Regions from separate parts of the Zea mays genome. Here region 1 is linked to region 2. The links are chromatin contacts, called in public Hi-C maps. All regions are on one chromosome and are shown on one strand. Each heading gives the region's core, a stretch centred on a gene start, on an enhancer-like site or on the middle of the called end of the contact. The rest is flanking DNA. Distances are from core to core; before and after follow the strand shown.

Evidence for each region. A called contact is a pair of places that touch in the nucleus more often than the background predicts.
Region 1: a Hi-C map of tassel shows a contact between it and region 2, with 2.9 times the contacts expected there. The contact joins the promoter of LOC103641662 here to the promoter of LOC100281764 in region 2. A contact is called at or near these places in 2 of 25 Hi-C or Micro-C datasets (ear and tassel).

What each region holds. Positions count from the first base shown.
Region 1 is chr10:120,414,680-120,420,066 of Zm-B73-REFERENCE-NAM-5.0, forward strand. It overlaps LOC103641662 (protein disulfide isomerase-like 1-2), which reads right to left and starts at 2,766. Exons shown (of 11, transcript XM_020545945.3): 1 at 1-2,766.
Region 2 is chr10:120,235,395-120,240,969 of Zm-B73-REFERENCE-NAM-5.0, forward strand. LOC100281764 (amino acid permease) reads left to right here and starts at 3,404. Exons shown (of 6, transcript NM_001154684.2): 1 at 3,404-3,708; 2 at 4,072-4,254; 3 at 4,734-4,853; 4 at 5,354-5,545. The coding sequence starts at 3,610.

The sequences.
Region 1 (5,387 bases), core at 1,516-4,015, 180 kb after region 2:
AATACAAGGGCACTCTAGTGCAACCCATTCAAACCACAGCCACCATAAGCGTTGAGCTCAAGCATAGCATTCAAGGTCCAGAATGCCAAGGCCACCCATTTCTAATAGCTGACACATTGGTGTCCATGCCACCTTGCATTTACCCACAGAGAGTTCCTGATCCAGTGATCCCCCATCTCCGTAGCTTATTCCATTCTTGGGAAGTCATTTTAGCTGGTTGAGGACAGTGAGCAGATAGGTTGGTTGGGATCTTAAAATTGATCTGGGCTAGGACAGTTTGGGCAGGCCTGAACCCAAACCCCTCTTTTCTTTGTTTGGGCTCTGATTCTTGTTGCGCCAAATATTTTCCTCATCATCTTGACATTAGGAACTTAGTAGTGAAGTCCAATAATCTTGTCGGCACATTTTTTATGTCAACACTCCCCCTTCTCCTCTCCTGGGTAAGAAGACCCTTCCGGTCAGCCAACTTGCTTTTGGCTTGTCCTGTAAGTACTGTGGATGTACTAAGTACTAACCTCGCAAATATGATATCAAGCAAGCTTTCAACACCTACTTCTGAAGTCATCTGACTTTCTACTTCTATCCACAGGCTTCAGGGCAGTAATTCATCAAGTCATCATCAATTCCATCTATACTCGTTCTGCACATCTCCATCTGAATTATTCTTAAAGTACTGTGTATCTCATTCCTGCATGGATGTCGATTATCTCGTGCCAGAAACACATTCATTTTACTTCCTATCTCAATCCAACTACAACCGGGTTGCTTACTGACACCCCTGTCCTTCATGGATCTCCTAACTCTAAAAACATCTGCCCATTTCCCCATCTCAGCGTACATATTCGAGAGAAGGACATAGGGTCCAGAGTTCTCAGGATCAAGCTCAAACAATCTTCCAGCTGTCCGTTCCCCCAACTCAACATTCTTATGCAGCCTGCAAGCACCTAGCAGAGAAGCCCAGAGCACAGAGTCAGGTTCCGTTGGCATGTCCTTTATGAGCTCCTCAGCTTCTTTGAGATGACCGGCACGACCAAGCAAGTCAACCATGCATGTGTAATGATCTCGAGATGGCGTAATCCCATGATCCTCAGTCATGAAATGGAAGTGTCTCCGGCCCTCATCCACCAATCCAGAATGGCCACAGGCTGACAAGACCCCTATCATGGTGACAGAGTCTGGGTTCTCATTGCTGCACAACATTCTCTCAAAAAGATGCAATGCATCTTTTGCACGGCCATTCTGTGCATAACCAACAATCATTGCATTCCACGACACGTTATCTCTGGCTGCCATTCTCTCAAACACCTTAGCACCATCATCGATGGATCCTGTTTTCAGGTACATGTCTACGAGGGAGTTCCCAACAAACACATCAGACTCTGGCCCAAAGTCAAAGCGAAAACCTTCCTTGAGGACATGCACATGAGCTTGCTGACCAAGTTGAAGGACAGCAATATTCCCACATGCATTCAGAACATTTCCATACGTGTAATGTGTCGGCCAAATGGAGTCTCTTTTCAGCTGGACAAAGAGCCTAATTGCTTCTTCCTCCTCACCATTCTGGGCATATGCTGCAATGAGCACATTCCAAGCAATGACATTCTTCTCAACCATCTGCGAGAACACCACCTGAGCATCTTCCACATTTGCAGACTTCGCATACCCGGCGAGTATGGATGTTTCCGAGACAACACTCCTGGAAGGCATGGAATCAAAGATACACCTTGCTTCCCACGTCCTCCCACACTTCGCATACATGTCCACCAGAGCATTGTTGAGCACCATGTCATCCCTAAGTCTGTCGCGCTTCACCATATGAGCATGGACCTGCCGTCCTTCCCTCTCCGCAGCAAGCCCTGCACATGCACTCATGACACTTGAGAGTGTCACCTCATCCGGAAAGAAACCAGTAGCCATCATCTCCACGAACAGCACGAGCGCCTCGCCCACGGGACCGTTCTGCTCGTAGCAAGTGATCAGGCTGTTCCAGGAAACGACATTCCGCTCGGGCATTGCGTCGAACACCCTGCGCGCATCCACCGGGCGCTCGCACTTGGCGTACATGTCCACGAGCGCGGTCCCGATGTGCACGTCGTCCGCGTGCGGCGACCGGGCGACGAGGCCGTGAACCTGCTCCCCGGTCCTCAAGTCCTTCTCAGCGGCGCACGCGCTCAGGGCGCTGGCGAAGGAGTAGGCATTGAGCACGAAGTCGTCGGCGTGCATCGCGGCCAGGAACCGGAGCGCGTCCCCGGCGTGCCCGCGCCCGTGCCGCGCGAGCGCCGCGACGACCGCGTTGTATGAGCACTGGTCGGGGTCTGGGATGGCCTCGAAGAGAGCCCGCGCCTCGTCGGGGCGGCCCAGGCGCGCGTACGCGGAGAGGAGCGCGTTGTACGAGAAGGTGTTGCGGAGGGGGATGCCGTCGAACACCCTGCGGGCTTCGCGGAGTCGGCCGAGCCGCGCGTACGTGGACACGAGCGTGTTAAGGAGGAAGGTCTCGCCGGCTACGGGAGACTTTAGAACGCACCCGTGCGCAGCTCGGGCGCCGGGGAGGCTCGGCGCGGAGCGCAGGAGGTCCGCCAGCGGCGACGACGCGCGGAGGTGCGCGACGAGTTCTTGGCCACGGTGATGGTGCAGGTGCCGCGCCATGCCACTGAGACGCACGCAGTCAGGTCAGCAGTTCCAAGATCCACAATTGGACGGATCTCCTGGAATAATCAACAGCCAGGATCAGTTGCTGTCTCGAGAGAAACTGAACTGAAGAAGATCAACATTCTGCGTCTGCGTCGTCGCACGATGAGGGACGAACATGCGTGAGTCGGAGCCAGATCTTGCGAGGGACACATACCTTTCCCAATCAACATCCTCAGAGATGTTAAAATTAACATTTAAATTAGTGTTCAGGTTCGAAATGAGTTTAAAGCATCACGTTTTCTCACTTGCTGGTGCATTTTTCAAGGATTGGATCGAGAATGCTCCTTGCCATCAGGCATCAGCGGTCACCGCGAACTACACGCCTCGGACTCCTTCAGGCTGCAGATTGCCATTCCACGACATGGAACGCCACTGCACCTCGCCGTTTACGTGCTACTCACCGCGTGCTGCGTCGCCGGAGTACAAGCCCTTGACTCCCTTTAGCCGTCCCCGGCGCGCTTCTCCTTCTTGGCCGGAGTACACCCTGACGCCATTGTCGCAGCGACATAAATCACCAGATTACACCCCAGGCCCAGGATACAAGCCTGCCATGACGCCGTCGCAGCGATCAAGATCTCAAGATTACACGCCGGCCACCGTGAACTACACGCCCTGGGCTCCTTCAGGCTGCAGATTGCCAGACTACTTCCACGACATGGAGCACCACTGCGCCTCGCCGTCTACGTGCTACTCACAGCGTGCCGCGTCGCCGGAGTACAAACCTGTGACTCCCGTCAGCCGTCCCCGGTGCGCTTCTTCGCCCGAGTACATCCCGAGCTCGCCTGTGGTGTCAAATGCCGTCTCACGCACGTCTCCGCCGAGCCGCCACCGCTACCACCCTTACCAGAGGAGCAAGACTAGCTGCTGCCAGCGTCGCCGTTCCTCCTCCCAGCATGGAAACTAAACGCATCGGTATCGGTAGTTTGTAGGAGTAGTTTGTAACAGAGGACAGCCTCGGTTGAGACAGATCAACCTGTTGCCTTAGTTCTATCCTATGTATGCACGATTAATCGAGTATTTTGCCTTATGTTTAAGATCAGTAGAATAGCACGCCTGTCAAATGTTTGTGGTAGGAGATGTTCTCCCTGCTGTGGTATAAGAATATATAAAGATCTGGCACTGTTCTCTTGCCCGTTGCTTCTTCACCTCTGAGTTTCGATTGTTCGGTTAACTGAACTTTATTGAAACCACGCCATTCGTTTCGTTCTCTAAGAAAGTTTAGAAGGCCCCCTTTGGGTTGTAGGAAAGTTTCCTATTTCCTGTGAAACAAATTGATTTTTTTGTGAAATTTCTTCGTTTCAATGGAGGCCTAAGATCTGACAGAACCGTTGTCTGAAACTGTAACACTCAGACGGAACAAAAGCTTGAATCGACAGAGTCCAATAAATCAGGCAGAAGCTGGAGCTCCTTGCCCTTTCTGATCACTTTTTTTTTTTTGCTGTTTGGTCTGAAGTTGTAGTGCACGTCGCTTCTGCACCTCTGAAATGTGATTGCGACGTTTTCATTCTTCTGAAATCGTAGGATTAGGAAGAGTCTTCGTCTGAAACTGTAACGATGGAGAGCAACAACAAAAGCCTGAACTGAGAGCCCGATAAATCAGGCCAAAACTGTGGCTCGAGCTTTGGATCCCACAGTGTCATGCTATCTGCACTAGAAACGAATGAATTAAGCTTGTTTTTAATGCTAACACGAAGTGGGGATAACTCAGTTGGGAGAGCGTTAGATTGAAGATCTGAAGGTTGCGTGTTTGATCCACGCTCACCACATTCTTTTTTGAATCTTTTGAATAGACCCTAAACCTGCAATGTTTTAGTTTGTCGGTCATTTTGAATCTTTTGAAAATACAAACTTGATACTTCTCTGTACACTTAAAGAACAGATAAAGTCGAAAGATATGTTATATATATTTTTAATTAATTTGGCCCTTATTTCACAAACGGGTTGTCGGCGTTTCGACCCCGGGGGTCCCTGGACCGACGAGTAAAATTGTCGCTGCGTGTCCCAGCCCAGATGGGTTGGCGCGAGATGGAACACAAGGGGGGAGAACCGCGGCTCGTGTTATCCTGCGCCCAGGACGGATGCGCTTGCAGGAGGGGTTACAAGCGTTCGCGAGGGAGAGAGAGAGAGTGTGCGAGCCTGTTCGTCGGCCCGTTCTCCCGCGCGACCACCCTCCCGTATAAGGGCCCTGGACCTTCCTTTTATAGATGCAAGGAGAGGGTCCAGGTGTACAATAGGGGTGTAGCTATATGCTAACGTGTCCGGCAGAGAGGAGCCAGAGCCCTATGTACATGCCAACGTGGCTGTAGGAGAGGTGCTAGAGCCCTGTGCACGCGATATCGTGGCCGTCGGAGGAGCGCTTGAGCCCTGTAGAAGCACAGCTGTCGGGGCTGCCGGGACCTTGCTGACGTCTCCTTGCTTCCATAGGGGGCTGAGAACCGCCGTCGTCATGGACGCACGCGGGGTGCCATCATTACTTGTTTACCAGGGCGAGCCAGATGGGACGCCGGTCTTGTTCCCCGTAGCCTGAGCTAGCTAGGGGTAGGGCAATGATGTACCCCCTGTGGCGTGGTCGGTCCGAACCCAAGGTCGGGCGAGGCGGAGACTCCTCCTGAGGCCGAGGCCGGGGTTGGGCGAGGACGCGATTCCTTCTGAGATCGAGGTTGAGGCCGAGCCCTGGGGTCGGGCGAGGCGGAGAC
Region 2 (5,575 bases), core at 2,154-4,653:
TGGTTAGCAGCTTATGCCGGTTTATCCAAGGTTTTCAGTTAGGTGCAGAAACTACACTTTTTCTGGGCTAATAATTATTTATACATGAGACACCCGAAAAAACTGGGTTGGTAATGAGAGCCATGGTCTCAAATTGCAGTTATGTTGTTTTAGTTATGTAATGTTTAGTGCAGTGCCACCTGACGATGATATTGGGTCTTTTTTTCCTTAGCCTTACAATGTAGTACATGACCATCGTATTTGTGCTTATTATACTGAAAGGCGCAATCACTATGATGTATTTCTAAATAGCAACTGGGAAGAGGTGAAAGCTCAGCTGTGAACTTTGATACTTAATTATTTTCCCTTATATCTGCTACTTTATGTGCTGATGGAGTAATTGGTAATTTTCAAAAACTTCATGATTTCCCCGTGACCCACCAGGCAAGTTTGAGGATTTCAAACACTTTGTGAGATCAAATTTTGAGATATGTGAATGGGTAGACCTCTCAGTGGTGGCTGCTCAGGTTAAATTCTTATGTACCTCCACTGCAATAGAAGTCAATTGCTCATTATTGTATAATTCTACATTGCACGTGACTAGCAAATGATGTTAGTTCTTGTGAATAGAAATTGAAGACACATACAATGGTATGCGTAGCTTATGTGGTGGGGGTTTGAACATTCTGCCTTTGTGGAATACTTAGAAACAAATCGTCACTGGCATATGCTTTTTTTTTAAAAAATGTTTGAGAAAGAACCAAACACAACTTGTGCGATGATCATATATCATTTGTTTAAAATTGTTAGCAACCAGTTTTATAAATGAAATTAGGTGCTGGTATCCTGTTTTAGGGGAACGCAAATGTCGCTTGATTTATGCTCCAGTTTAACTTGAGTAGCAGCGTCCATGAGGAGCTTCAATTTAACTTGAGTAGCAGCGTCCATGAGGTGTAGGTATCCTGTTTTGGGGGAACGCATCTGTTTTTGCTTTCAATTTCCTGCATTAGATCTCAATGTTAGAGAGATATGAATTGTCTGTTAAATATGTGTTAAATTAGCTTGATAAAAGAAGTGTATATCATAAGTTGACAAAAAATCATGCTTCTTTTGATTTCTAAATACAATAGATGCTATCATAGAAGAAATCCAAAACTAAATTGATAGCGACACATAGGACTATATTCTTGAATTTCTTGATCTCTGTTGGATGCCTCCGGACGAGCCTGGGGAGCGCGCCGTTCGCGACTTCAGCTTCCACGACATGGTCATTGAGATGCCACGCCACGACGTGCGCCTCTGGGACTTGGATGGCGAGGGGTCCGCGACGTGCAGCTTGCCTACGCGGAGCGTGTGCGGCAACTCAGGGAGCACCTTGCGGTGAAGTATGTTCAGGTAGAGCCGTAGAGGGGCTTTTAACGTGTGTGCATCCCATTTCTGCTTAGTTTGTCTTTATCATACGACTGAGACATATAGTAAACACAAATATGTTCATTTTCCAGATTGACTTGCTTCTACTATCCGATTGTTTGTGGATAACTTTTTTATGCTGATTTTATTATTATGTAGGTGGTCTCAGATGTGAAATGTGATGATCTAAATGGGGAGGAGAAGATGCATCAACATGAGATGGTGAGGGATATGGAAGCACAATAATTATCATGATTCCTGAGGCTAGCATAAAATTATTTATGCTTCCTTTAATGTTGTAAATAGTCTAATTCTTCTTATAAATCTTTTTTTTGCAGCCAAATACTGAAAACGATGATGGTGTCATGGCATTGTTACCTTCTATTGTTGCATGTTCCCTCCCATGCTTGGAGGTCCTAATCGAGGTCTGTAGTCTAATATGATAAGTAAAACACATGTATTCCCTCTGCTATATCTTCTTACTTCACGGTCATTTTCTACTAAGACCTTTGGCTCTTGGCACACAAGTCAAACTCATCACTGATATCTTGCATGATTTATTTGATTTCAATTTTGAAATTGTCCTCTGCACCCACAAAGATACATCCATTTCTATGATTCCATATCCACCATGCTACCAAATGATCAACAAATTAAATCCTCTATGATATTGTTGAGACCTTGGTTCCCCTTTCATACACGAGTTAGACACACACTTCTTGTATTTTTTAAGTTTACAGATGCTATGTAGCCTTTCGAACATTTATTATGAAACTATGTTCATGATTTGTTGTGTGATCACAAACAACTCTGGGAGTTAGGGCCTACGCCACTGCAGAGAGCTCCGGGAGGGAGGTTGCTGGTCAACGGCAGTCACGCGGCCGCCTCCATGGCATGGAAGCTTGAGGGGTCATATCCATGAGGGAGAGCGGAGGAGATCCGCCGAGTCCATTCTATAGAGTCCAGACTCCAGACCAGGATAGAGCAAGGCTGAGGCGTCCAGTTTCATCAATTCATCACGTCAGTTACCAGGCGCACGCCACATGGCTGATTACCAAGGCGAGCCTTTCCTGTCCTCTTCTCACCTTTCTTGATGTAATGTCCAGCTCCCGAACGGAAACACCATTGAAAATGTGTTCCTTGTTTGTGCGTAATTCAAAATTTACTGTTAGCCATTGTTCCTGAACAACCCTTGATTTTATTTCTTGAATGTGCACCTGATTCATCTAATGAAATCATGGAACCACATGTTGTGCTACTATTTTGGTTAAGAGCTACAATGATCTTAAGGCGGTTGTTTTGTATGTTGTCTCTTAATTTTGTCTATTTTATATATTTTATTTTGCATATGTATTGTTTTTTGCTGATTACAAAATGAAAAATGACTAATACCAACCATTAATAATTTGGGACTCACTAAGCAAAGCTAAAGATAAGTGTTTGAATAACTATCCATCTACCTATGTGATATATAAAGGCCACAACAACGCGGCATCTATGTAATCGTTGTGTACTAAAATTTATCGAATAACTTGTACGACGTAGCAACGCACGGGCACATACCTAGTTATAAAATAATTATAGAGAGAGAGAAAGAAAGAAAGAAAGAAAGAAAGAAAGATGCGTTCGTGGACCTTTCAAAGGCTGTTCTTGGACGTTTGTGTAGGTGCAGGAAGGACCTGACGGCGACGCGCGCGTACTTGCTGCATGCACGAGAGGGGGAAAAGATTGGTCTCACCAAGTCAGTCAACGTCCGCCCGTCCCGTCCCGTTTGAACGCGATGGCAAGTGTGGACGCCATGCAGATGCAGTGCAGCAAGCAACGTGGGGCTAACCTCTCCGTGGAAAACAAACAGATCAAGATTCATGGTGTGGTGGCTTGGACAGGTGCGCATATCATTTCTTGCTTTGCTTGAGAGTCCCAGCAAAGCTGCCTGTCTCGGAGTCGGAGGAGAGAGAGAGAATCCCGTTAGTCAACCCAGCGGATACGCGCAGCACACGCAGAGAAAAAACACATATAAATTCCACACCGCTCGCTGCCGTGCCCGCACCTGTGCTGTGCATAACGAACGCCAGCAAACAAACAGCGCCGCAACCCACCCTATAGCGCAGGAGGAGAGGAGCCCCTCCTCCCGTTCCCATAAATCCCATTCGCACGGCGAGGCGAGACGAGGCGAGGGCAACTGGGCCTGGGCTGCCGGCAGAGCTTGGACCGCTCGCCATGGCCGGCGGCGGGGAGAGGGAGGGCGCGCAGGCGATGGACTCCGGCGAGAAGCGCCTCAACGAGCTCGGCTACAAGCAGGAGCTCCGCAGGGAGATGGTACTACTTCCTTCCGGTTCCTATCTATACGCCATTTCCTGCCTCCTCCCTCCTTCTCTCTTCTCGTGTTCTTCGTACTAGTTCCTAGCATGTGTTCGTTTCTGGACATCTCGGACTCGGAGTCTCGGAGCCAGGTGCGCGGTGCGGCGACCAGGTTTCAATAGACCTACCTGCTCACTACGACGGACGGAGAACCGCCGCGTAGTACAAGCCTGTTCTTACCTCTCTCTCTCTCTCTCTCTCTCTCTCTCTCTCTCTCTCTCTCTCTCTCTCTCTCTCTCTCTCTCTCTCTTCTCGGTTCTCGAGATCTTGATGCACGTAACGTAACATACGCAAACCCGTGTGTGCCTGGCTGCACTGCAGACGCTGTTCAAGACGCTGGCCATCTCCTTCTCCACGATGACGCTCTTCACGGGGATCACGCCGCTGTACGGGAGCAGCCTGCAGTACGCGGGGCCGGCGCCGCTCGTCTGGGGCTGGGTCGTCGTCTCCTTCTTCACCTGCTTCGTCGGCGTCGCCATGGCCGAGATCTGCTCCTCCTTCCCGGTACGCCCCCGCACTACTCTATAGTCTCTCCGCGTTTTTTTTTTACCCTTTACTTTGGCTCCTGGTTCTGGTTGGTTGCGCCGGTCGTGCGACCTGCCAGCTTCCCATTTCAATGGCCATCACTTGCGTGCGTGTTTTTTTATTTACTGTTGCCATGTTAAGCAAGGGTACCTGTTTATAATTCCGTACCTAACCTATCTTCTGTGACCCTGTCCATTGCTCTGCATGCATACTGAACCATTGTTTTTTTTCTTCCATTGAAACATGTCTGCTTACTGATCCCAAAAGAACACCGATAAATGTCACACTCCATCCTAGATTAAGTTGCGATATCAAGTTTTACTGCCATGACTTTTCAACGACATTGTTCTGATATACGTACTTGTCTTCCTTCATCCTTCTTCTGAGAAAGGCTTGTTGGTTTCTGGCCACATATGTGCGTACTGACACAGTTTTTTCTTCTTTCTTTTTGAGAGCAGACCACTGGTTCTCTGTATTTCTGGGCTGCACATTTGGCAGGTCCAGTCTGGGGTCCGTTGGCGTCTTGGTGCTGCGCTTGGCTGGAGGCCATCGGCCTCATTGCCGGGATTGGCACACAGGTACCCTCTGTTTGTTTATCACTACTAATCTCGCCACACGCTGTAACTAAACCGTCTATAATAGGCCGCACTGCCGCAGTCAGTGCATTGGCCTTCCTCCGTTCTGAATTCCATCTGTTCTTCACACGGGCAAAATGGAAATTGCTAGCTGTCCGTTTCATTACTCTCTCTCTCTCTCTCTCTCTAGCTGGATTTCCTGCAGCAATCTTCTTCATCTGCTCGACTGCTCTTGTGTGCAATTTCCATCTAATCTCTAAGCTGAAACAATGGAAACTAATAGCTGCCGATTTCACTGCTCATACATAGATAATAAACCATACACGCTGTCCATACAACTCACCATATCCTGCTTGATCAGGTCTTTCAAAAATTTCAACTTGATCATCCTAGCAATGTAAACTTACCTGTGCACTTCAGTACAGTACTCACATGAAGTTAAGCCAATCATATAACCTACCCATGCCCAGCTCATCTTGCCTGCCTCTGTGTCGCAATTCCAGGCATACGCAGGATCCCAGGTACTGCAGAGCATCATCCTGCTCTGCACCGGCACCAACATGGGCGGTGGCTACCTGGCCCCTCGCTGGCTGTTCCTGGTCATGTACATCGGGCTGACACTGATCTGGGCCGTGCTCAACACTTTCGCGCTCGAAGTCATCGCGTTCCTCGACGTGATCTCCATGTGGTGGCAGGTAGGTAACCGCTGCCGCATCTGGATTCTG